Regions from separate parts of the Sus scrofa genome. Here regions 2 and 3 are each linked to region 1. The links are chromatin contacts, called in public Hi-C and HiChIP or PLAC-seq maps. All regions are on one chromosome and are shown on one strand. The core of a region is the stretch at or near the end of the contact, and the rest is flanking DNA. Distances in the headings are between cores, read along the strand shown.

Region 1 (2,841 bases), core at 153-2,652:
GATCCGGCATTGCTGTGAGTTGTGGTGTAGGTCACAGATGTGGTTCGGATCTGGTGTTGCTGTGGCCGTGGTGTAGGCTGGCAGCTGCAGCTCCAATTTGACCCCTAGCCATGGAATGTCCATATACCACAGGTGTGGCCCTAAAAAACAAAAAACAAACAAACAAAAAAAATAAGAGGACAGGCTAGAAAACATCAGTGCATCACAAGTAGAAAGGGTAAGTATTGTGTCTGAAAACTTTTATCATACTCTCACAGGAGTTATAAGTGTAATAGGTCATAATGCAAATGTATTTCTCACTGTGGGGCTATGATTTTAAAAAACGAGAAGAAAAGTAAAGAAAAAAAGCCATTGCTCTAAGGTGTGGTTGCAATTAGCCTCTTTTTTCCATAAGGTGCAGGGAGTTTCGGTACCCTGCCTCTCTGCAAGTGGACTGTGTAAAACTTCAAATACAGGCTGGTCTGAAACCAGAATGGATTTCTTCTTACTAATGAATGCCTTCCCAAGTTCGCATCCATAGGAAAGAGAAACCTACCCACGTAGCTCCTGCCAAGTGCTGTACTCACAGCACCTCATTTAAGGAGGTGAGTCGGGCACGGACCAATTCTGTCCACCGGAGGCGCTGGTTAGAATGCATATTCCAGGTTTGCCCCGGACACATGAGGCGGCCCCGGGAATCTACTTTTTGGAGAGCTTCGGGTGATTCTGTGCCCAAATCAAGGAGTCGATGCAATAAATAACCATGTGAGGATTAAGAGGGATTTCAACTGAGACGATGAAAATAATCCCCTCACTTCAGAAGAGTCACACAGCCCCAACTCTCGCTATTGTGTCCGACTCCAACGCCTCGCTGTACAAAGTCACCTCGGGGCTCATTCCCCTCTCCAGAAGCGATGAAGGGTGAGGGACTAAATGAGACTGGTGGTTTTCCACTCACCAGGCAGTAGTTGAGTGGCCGAAGCGCAGGAACCCTCGCCAGGCCAGGGCAACACTCGATTAAGGTGCAAAGTAGATGCTATTTATAGGGCATTTTTCGGCCTCACCCTGAGGACTTCTGATTGGCTTTAGGGCAGATCTGTCAGTCATCTTCTGGGTTAGAGGTGGGTGGAAGGTCAACCACTACCAATACAAAACCACTCCTCAGCTAAGCCCCGCCTTATCCAGCTTCCTGTTGCTGTCCATCAACCACCTCGTGGGCGGGACTTTGCCTCCCGCCAGTTGGCTGGCGGACATGTCGTTCATTCTACAGTAGGCTTCCGGTTGGTGCCCTCTACGGTCCATCAGTGACATTTCACAGGTTTATTGGCCAAACCAACGTCGCTCTAGATACATCTCTTTGATTGGTTAGTACTGCTGTCGGTCCCCAATGTACCGAACTCTAATTGGTGAACGCTGCCGTCGCTCGGGCGGTGGCGGGCTCCGGGATTGGTGGGTGCTAGGCGGGCGGTGTCAGGCTCTCGGTGGCGGCGGAGGCGGCGGAGGCCAGGGAGGAAGATGTCGTAATGAGCGGTGGGTCCTGGCCGCTGCCGGCGGGGTCTTTCCGGCTCTCAAGGGTCGGGAAGACGGGCAGAGGCCGCAGGGAGGGGGAGCCGGGGCTGAGGGTTCCCCCCTGGGGCCGGGCCTGGCGCCGGGGCCCGGCTCCGGGAGGGGCGGGGAGGGAGGATTCCCGCCCGGAGGAGGAGCGGGGCTGGCCAGCCGGGCGGAGGCACCCGGAAGGGGGTGTTCGACTCCCCGCCCCCTCGGAGCCCGCTGGGCGGGAGGGCGGCGCTTCCGGGGGCTGGCGAGAGGAGCGGGCACCCGGGGCCGGCCTGGCACCCCCCTCGGCCTGGCCGACCCGCTTGAGCGCTGCCAGGCCCGGAGACGTTGCCTGGGTCGGCTTCGAGGAGGCGGTCGACGCCCTGTGCGCTTGCCCTGTGTTCGGGGACCCTTTTGCATTCTCACTCTATTTGCCCACCAGTGATTCAGGATTCTCCCGAGAGCAGAGAGGGGCGGGGGAATGCTTGAAATTCCGAGGGCGCCAACCACATGGGCACTGCTGGGCTTGGAAGCCAACCGAGTTACTGATGTATCCCAGTCGAGAGATGGTGTCAGGACATGAGGGCACTCCCTAGGTAGATGACCTCTCTGCTTAGACTGCGGGGTGGGCAGAAACCTTTTAATATTTCACTTGCATCCTTGAGCCTCCAGCTAGATATCTGCCAGCTCTTAGCAAAATTGTGGGACGTTTAAGAACTTGTTAACAGAACTTCCAGCCTGTACCAGGCATCCCGTTGGGGGGGCGGGGGGAGGGAGCACTGCTGAATCCCAAAGGCCAGGAACAAACCGAAGGAATGACAGAAGCAATAAAATGGATGCTTAACTTTCTTCCTCCACCCCCTCTCCATCCCCGTTGCTGACTTATGGTTCTCAGCCTCCTACCCATGCTTTCTTGGCTTATGTTCCCGGTGGCTTTCTAATTTTAGATGAAAAGGAACTGTGTCTTCTCCTCTGGGCAGTTGAGAAACCTGTCCTCAGTGCATTCTTTGGTTTTGATTCCAATATACTGTTGTGTTTGTTTCTTAATTAACCTGATCCGAAGGGACTCAGTCTGGCTTTTCTCAGTGCACATTCTCCTAAGTTTGTTTCTTCTTCTGAGGCTACTTCTTGGTCACTTAATCGTTTTCTTAGAGAAAGGGAGGGAGGAGCCAGGAGATCTGCTTTAAGCAATGAATTGGCCCATGCGGGCCCCCATTACATGGGTTTCCTTGGAAATAGAAGGTACATTGGCATGCACTGTCTAAAACTTGTATGCTGTACCCCAGAAGGCATTAAGTATCACAGTGGAGGGCTAAGTGTTGAATT
Region 2 (2,841 bases), core at 128-2,627, 59 kb before region 1:
ATCCAAAGATGGCCACATTTGGGACCTCCTTCCAGACTGTGGACATGGGGCCAGGAGAGAGGAGGGGCAGGGACAGCCTCCCTGGAGATGATAAAGTAGGCCCAAAGTGGGCAGCGCCTATGAACCAGACTTGGGAAGATGGCCCGGGTCAGGTCTTAGCCCCAAATTACTGGTGTACGGAGGGGACGAGGGAAGGCAGGGTCCACACCTGAGCAGATCCATGCCCAGCAGGGCTTCCCCCTCGCCAACTGGCTCCTTGGTCCACACCGCCTCGTTGCCAATGCAGACACCATGCTCATTGGCGCCCATCTCAGCCCCCCACAGCCAAGAAGGGCGGCTCAGGATCACAGCATGGGTCTTTGGCACCTGTTCCACCTCGATGTAGGTGCACTGGAGATAAGGGAGGAGAGAGAGAGGGTCCACTCAGAAAGGGGGAGTACCTACGAAGTGGGGACCTGGTGCGCATCACTTTCCACAGCCCTTTGAGGAAGCACTTATTATTCCCGTTTTCCAGATGAGCAAACTGAGATCCAGAGGCTAAATTATAGGTTAGTTCCCAATTGCTAGACTCAAAGCTCATGCTTCTTTCACCACATCTGGCAGCTTTCCAGGAGTGGGGAGCAGAGAAGGAAGGTCTTAGAAGAATGCCTAGTTCTGCCAGAGCACCCAGCATCCTATAAGGCCTAACCCACCTGGAGCCGGCTTCCAGGGGCGTGAGTGCCTGCTGGGACAAACACCACTTCCTGCACCTCATCCCGGGGTCGGTCCGAGTTCTTGGCAAAGATCACGGCGGGAATGGCTGAGGCTGGGGGCACTGAGACAAAGCAGTCGCAGGAACATGGGGTGTCAGGGCTCCACGATGCCATCTGGGGGGAGGTGGGGATGAGTATGTCCCTCTCAAGCCACCTCTCCACCGTCCTGGCCGGGGCGCAGTCCTAGAAGCCCCTCTCCCAACTTGAGCAGACACTCAGGGAAGACACCGCCGTAGGATTCTGGACGCTCAGCACCGCACGCACACTAGATGCTCAAGCGTGCGCTAACAGAGACACCCACTCTCTCCCCAAGCTTCAGGATCGGGAGTTCTCAGACATGCGCCGACCGCACGCCCCAAAGGCCCTGCCAAGACGGGGGTCTTGGCCCTTTGAGACTGTCGCGGGAGCTTTTTCCGCGCTACCCACCCCCCTCCAAGAGTCCCACGCCCCTCTTCTGTCCACCCTTTCTCGCTGCTCCAGTACTGTACGCCCCTCACCCTCTCTCCCTCCAAGATCTCCAGCTTAGTCCTGAGAGCCATTGCCTCGGCTTCGAGTCAGGTCGGTCCCAAGGGGCGGAGGCTCCTAGGTGACCTGGAAGGCTTTGGACCTGGGGGCGGAGCCGGAAACGGATCTGCAGTTCCTCCGTTTTCCACCAGGGTGCGCGCCAGCACCGCTTTTTGGAGCGAGGCGACCCTCCAAGTGTTGCAGGCCGCCTACCTGCGCTATCCGAGCGTCACTTCCAGGCCGGATAAAAGCCACAACGAAGCTGCGAGCTCTTCCAATGGGGTCCTGCCGGGAGCGGGAGGTGGGGGTGGCAAGGTAACCACATGAAAAGGGAAGAAGGAAAAACCTGGCTGATTTGTTAGAGACCAGGGACTGCTGGGCCATCTGGAGATGAAGGAGAAACCTCAGCTATTTGCATCTTGGTTTGAATTCCAAAAGCACAATTCCAGGTGGTTGCCCCCACCCCCGCCTCAACCCTCCTCCCCTGTTCCTCCTACTCCCCGCCATCACCCACCTCCCACTCCCAACCCCTTGGAAATAAGATCTATAAGAGTGGTCCCAGGCCAAGAGGTGTTAGAATAATTTAAGAATAATGCATTTTTTAAAAAGCACAAGTGCAGAAAATCCTTCTGACCCCCAAAAGGCCAGTTCTGCCTCCGAGTGCTCAAACAAACCATTGGAAGTTAGCTTTAAAAGGAAATTTGGGCATTTCCTTCATGGCTCAGTGGAAGTGAAACTGACTAGCATCCATGAGGCTGTTCGATCCCTGGCCTTGCTCAGTGCGTTAAGGATTTGGAGTTGCCATGAGCTGTGGCATAGGTCGCAGACGGTGGTTCAGATCACGCCTTGCTGTGGCTGTGGTGTAGGCCAGCAACTACAGCTCGGATTCATCCCCTAGCCTGGGCACCTGCATATGCCACACGTGTGGCTCTAAAAAGCCAAAAAAAAAAATTTAAAAATTAAAAAATAAAAAACAATAAAAGGAAATTTGGAAATTTCTAGTCTAAAGATTTGATGCCTTTACATCTAGTGAAACTGAAACAGCAAAGGAGAAGTCCGGCCAAGAGGGCACATATATTTGTGTGGAGGTAGACTCCGAGCCCAGATTTTCTGCTTTCCTGGTCATTTTTCCTCTATAAACCATCTCTATCACCAGCCTTTTTTTATAACAATTTTTTTTTTTTTTTTTTTTTTTGTCTTTTTGCCATTTCTTGGGTCGCTCCCAGGCTAGGGGTCTAATCGGAGCTGTAGCTGCCAGCCTACGCCAGAGCCACAGCAACGCGGGATCTGAGCCGTGTCTGCAACCTACACCACAGCTCACGGCAACGCCGGATCGTTAACCCACTGAGCAAAGGCAGGGATCGAACCTGCACGCAACCTCATGGTTCCTAGTCGGATTCGTTAACCACTGCGCCACGACGGGAACTCCTCTATCACCAGCCTTTAAGCAAATGCATCTCACACCCTTTTGCTCTATGGAGCCCTCCAGGAACGGGGGGAGGGGAGACACTGCAGATTACATACTTCCCCCACCCACATCCAGACTGTCAATCAGGGCTGCTGCTCAGAGCCCTGGCCACAGCTT
Region 3 (2,841 bases), core at 187-2,686, 39 kb after region 1:
AAAACCGTCTGTACGGAAGGGTACTAATTAGTGCTTACCGAGGTTCAAGAGCAGGGCCTTGGGAGGACAGAAGCAATGCTTATTTGTGGAAAGACAACTTCAGCGACAAAGTCCTGTCAACTCTCAGTTATGTTGGTGGAGAAAAATGACGGCAACAGAAAAAATTTCAACCAGCGGAAAATCCATAGATCAACATCATTAAGTCTTAAAACGTATATTATTTCTTCGCAGCAAATTTGTCTTCCAGATTCTCTTTGGCTCAAGCTACCACGCACATAATAAAGAATGACAGGTATCTTATGTAGGGCTTAATGAAACTTAGCTGTAATGCAGGCACCTGGGCAGGGTAGGAAGTTCCCCTTACCTGGCACAGTCCTGGGGTGCCTGCCTAGATGGCTCTTGCAGCTCCCCTTCCTGATGTTGGTGGAAACCAGGATTACAGAGAGGCCTTGATCCAAGGCTGCCCCAGCCAGGTCAAAGCTGTAATGGACACTGACAGGTGTCCTATTTCTTAGCCCTGAGTCCACAGCCTGGAAGGGACTGCACCCCTGTGCCCTCGGCTATGGCTGGCACTGACCTGGGAACTAAACTCCCAGAAAGGGCAAAATGTGAACATGGGGAAACTTAGCAAAGATGGGGGGTGGCCCTGGAGAGGTGGGGCAGTCTTTCCATCCACCAGAACACTGGCTAGTGTGAACTCTGCTGCAACCACAAAAGAGGAAACCTCGAGGAAAGGGAGCAGCATGCTCTGACCCAGGTTAAAGACGTGAGGCTGGAGAGAAGGGATTCAGAGCTGGAAGAGGAAGACAGTTCTGGTCTGGGGATGGCTTGATCCCAAATTTTCCTCTTCCCCTTTCCCACTCAGCCTTCTTGCCCATATTCTCCTCCTGACCCCACTGCACCTCCCCAGACCTCAGAATGCCTCTCCAAGCTCACACACTACACAGCACCTGTTCCCTGAGATCCACAAGTCAGTTCAACCTCTCCCACTCTCCAACCCCAATTTCTTTTCCTCATCAGATCGCCCCTTTCTGTGTTTCCCCTACACCTTGCCTCAGAGTCTGGCCCCTAATTCCATTTTCCATTTGTCCTTTCCAGGCTACCACCCTCCTCCAGGGGGTACGTCCTGCACTAAGCCTCTCTTCAGGCACCTGCTAGGGGCTGGCCGCTGAACATGACCGCTCCCCTCAAGCCCCCCAGCGGCTCATCCCCTGCCCCCCCCCCCCCAGCCTGGGCTGCTGCAGTCCCTATACCTTTAACAAACCTCCACGTGCGTGTTAACGGCGGTGACAGCATTTCCTTGTCTCCCTGCTCCCGCCCCCGGAGGCGCCTCCCATTGGCGGTCGGGTTCCTTTGTTCTCGCTCTAATTGGCTTCACTCCTGGAAAGCTCTGGCCAATGGCCTCTCCGCGCCTGGCTCCCTCCACCGACCCTGGGTTCCCATTGGCTCCGAGGACTTAGGGCTAAGGGCAAGTTCTTCCTTGCTGGGGTAGATTCCCGGGCTAAGAAACTGGTTCCGAATCCAAAGGAACACAGCGCGGAGCGACGCCGGGTCACGTGGCCGGCACCCCCATGACTTGTGGACTTCGGGGCGTCATCGTGACGTTCGGTCGACCTGCCCAGTGGCCCCGCTACGCCCGCCACCTGTGCAGTCGCGGTGCAGTCATGGACTTGGGGCCGATGCGCAAGAGTTACTGCGGGGAGCGAGAGGTGCCACCGCGGGGCTGGGCCTCGGCAGGGTCGGGAGCACAGGGAACCGGAGTCATCTCCGGAGGGGAGGGGAATGGGAGGAACCCTTCGGGGTTTCTGGTCCACCCCATGGGGCTCGGAGTCGTCACCGTGGGAGAAGGGGAGTTGAAAGACAACCGGCAGGGGAGGGGTTCTGGGGAAAGGAAGATCAAGATGGACTCCAGAGGCGGCTTGTCTTAGGGGGTCAAGGCTCTCCCTCTGAGGCCCACTTGGGTGGAATCCTGCCGGTCGCCTGGCGCACTCCTTGGGCGATTTACTCACCTTTCTGGCCTCAGTTTCCTCACCTGAGAAGTCATGGTATCGACCTCATGGGGATGTTATGGACTTTGATATTTATAAAGTGCCTAGAGCAATGATCATCGGCTTATAATGTTTGATAAATAAGTAACATGGAGGGAGGAGGACTAACTTAGTGGGTGGAGAGAAAGCTCCTGGCTCTTATTGCCTGTTTCCTTCCTTAGGAGAGAAACCAAGAGAACTATTTTGGAATTGGGGCCCAGAGCCCGGTTACCAGATCTGGTTGCATGTGAGCATTTCCAGAAATGCTTGTTAAACAGGCAGCTTTTCGGAGTTCCCATCGTGGCTCAGTGCTTAACGAATCCGACTAGGAACCATGAGGTTGCGGGTTCGATCCCTGGCCTTGATCTGTGGTGTAAGTCGCAGATGCGGCTCAAATCCTGCGTTGCTGTGGCTCTGGTATAGGCCGGTGGCTGCAGCTCCGATTGGACTCCTAGCCTGGGAACCTCCATGTGCTGCGGGAGCTGCCCTGGAAAAGGCAAAAAGACAAAAGCAAAAACAAAACAAACAAAAAACCAAACCAGGCAGCTTTTCATTAAACCTCAGATCTACTGAATGAGAGTTTGCAGGGTGGAGCCCAGGAATCTGTCTTTTTCTTTTTAGCCTTCCCAGGGGTGAGTGGTTTGACACTCATAACATGAAACCCTGACTTGTCCATCACTAGCTGTGCGACCCTTTTTTATGTCTGTTTCCTCACCTATAAGATGAGGCTAACAGAGCCTACTTCCTAGGTTCTGTTTTTTGTTATGAGATCATTCTTATGAAGACTAAATGAGTTAACATTTGATCTGTGCTG

Evidence for each region. A called contact is a pair of places that touch in the nucleus more often than the background predicts. HiChIP or PLAC-seq counts read pairs in DNA pulled down with a chosen protein or histone mark.
Region 2: a Hi-C map of skeletal muscle shows a contact between it and region 1, with 4 times the contacts expected there. The contact joins the promoter of SCRN2 here to the promoter of SP2 in region 1. A contact is called at or near these places in 4 of 5 promoter capture datasets (fetal liver, fetal skeletal muscle and liver), 27 of 47 Hi-C or Micro-C datasets (alveolar macrophages, blood, brain and 14 more) and 2 of 2 datasets of contacts at active chromatin or transcription factors (alveolar macrophages and skeletal muscle).
Region 3: a contact with region 1 is called in an H3K27ac HiChIP or PLAC-seq map of alveolar macrophages. The contact joins the promoter of PNPO here to the promoter of SP2 in region 1. A contact is called at or near these places in 2 of 5 promoter capture datasets (fetal liver and liver), 20 of 47 Hi-C or Micro-C datasets (adipose tissue, alveolar macrophages, brain and 12 more) and 2 of 2 datasets of contacts at active chromatin or transcription factors (alveolar macrophages and skeletal muscle).

The regions. Positions count from the first base shown.
Region 1 is chr12:24,152,685-24,155,525 of Sscrofa11.1, forward strand. It overlaps SP2 (transcription factor Sp2), which reads left to right and starts at 1,403. Exons shown (of 9, transcript XM_021067084.1): 1 at 1,403-1,509.
Region 2 is chr12:24,093,786-24,096,626 of Sscrofa11.1, forward strand. It overlaps SCRN2 (secernin-2), which reads right to left and starts at 1,378. Exons shown (of 8, transcript XM_003131533.4): 1 at 1,250-1,378; 2 at 693-866; 3 at 209-390. The coding sequence starts at 1,291.
Region 3 is chr12:24,191,412-24,194,252 of Sscrofa11.1, forward strand. PNPO (pyridoxine-5'-phosphate oxidase) reads left to right here and starts at 1,437. Exons shown (of 6, transcript XM_021067086.1): 1 at 1,437-1,709. The coding sequence starts at 1,572. LOC102162548 (a long non-coding RNA gene) reads right to left here and starts at 1,393. Exons shown (of 3, transcript XR_002337146.1): 1 at 1,254-1,393.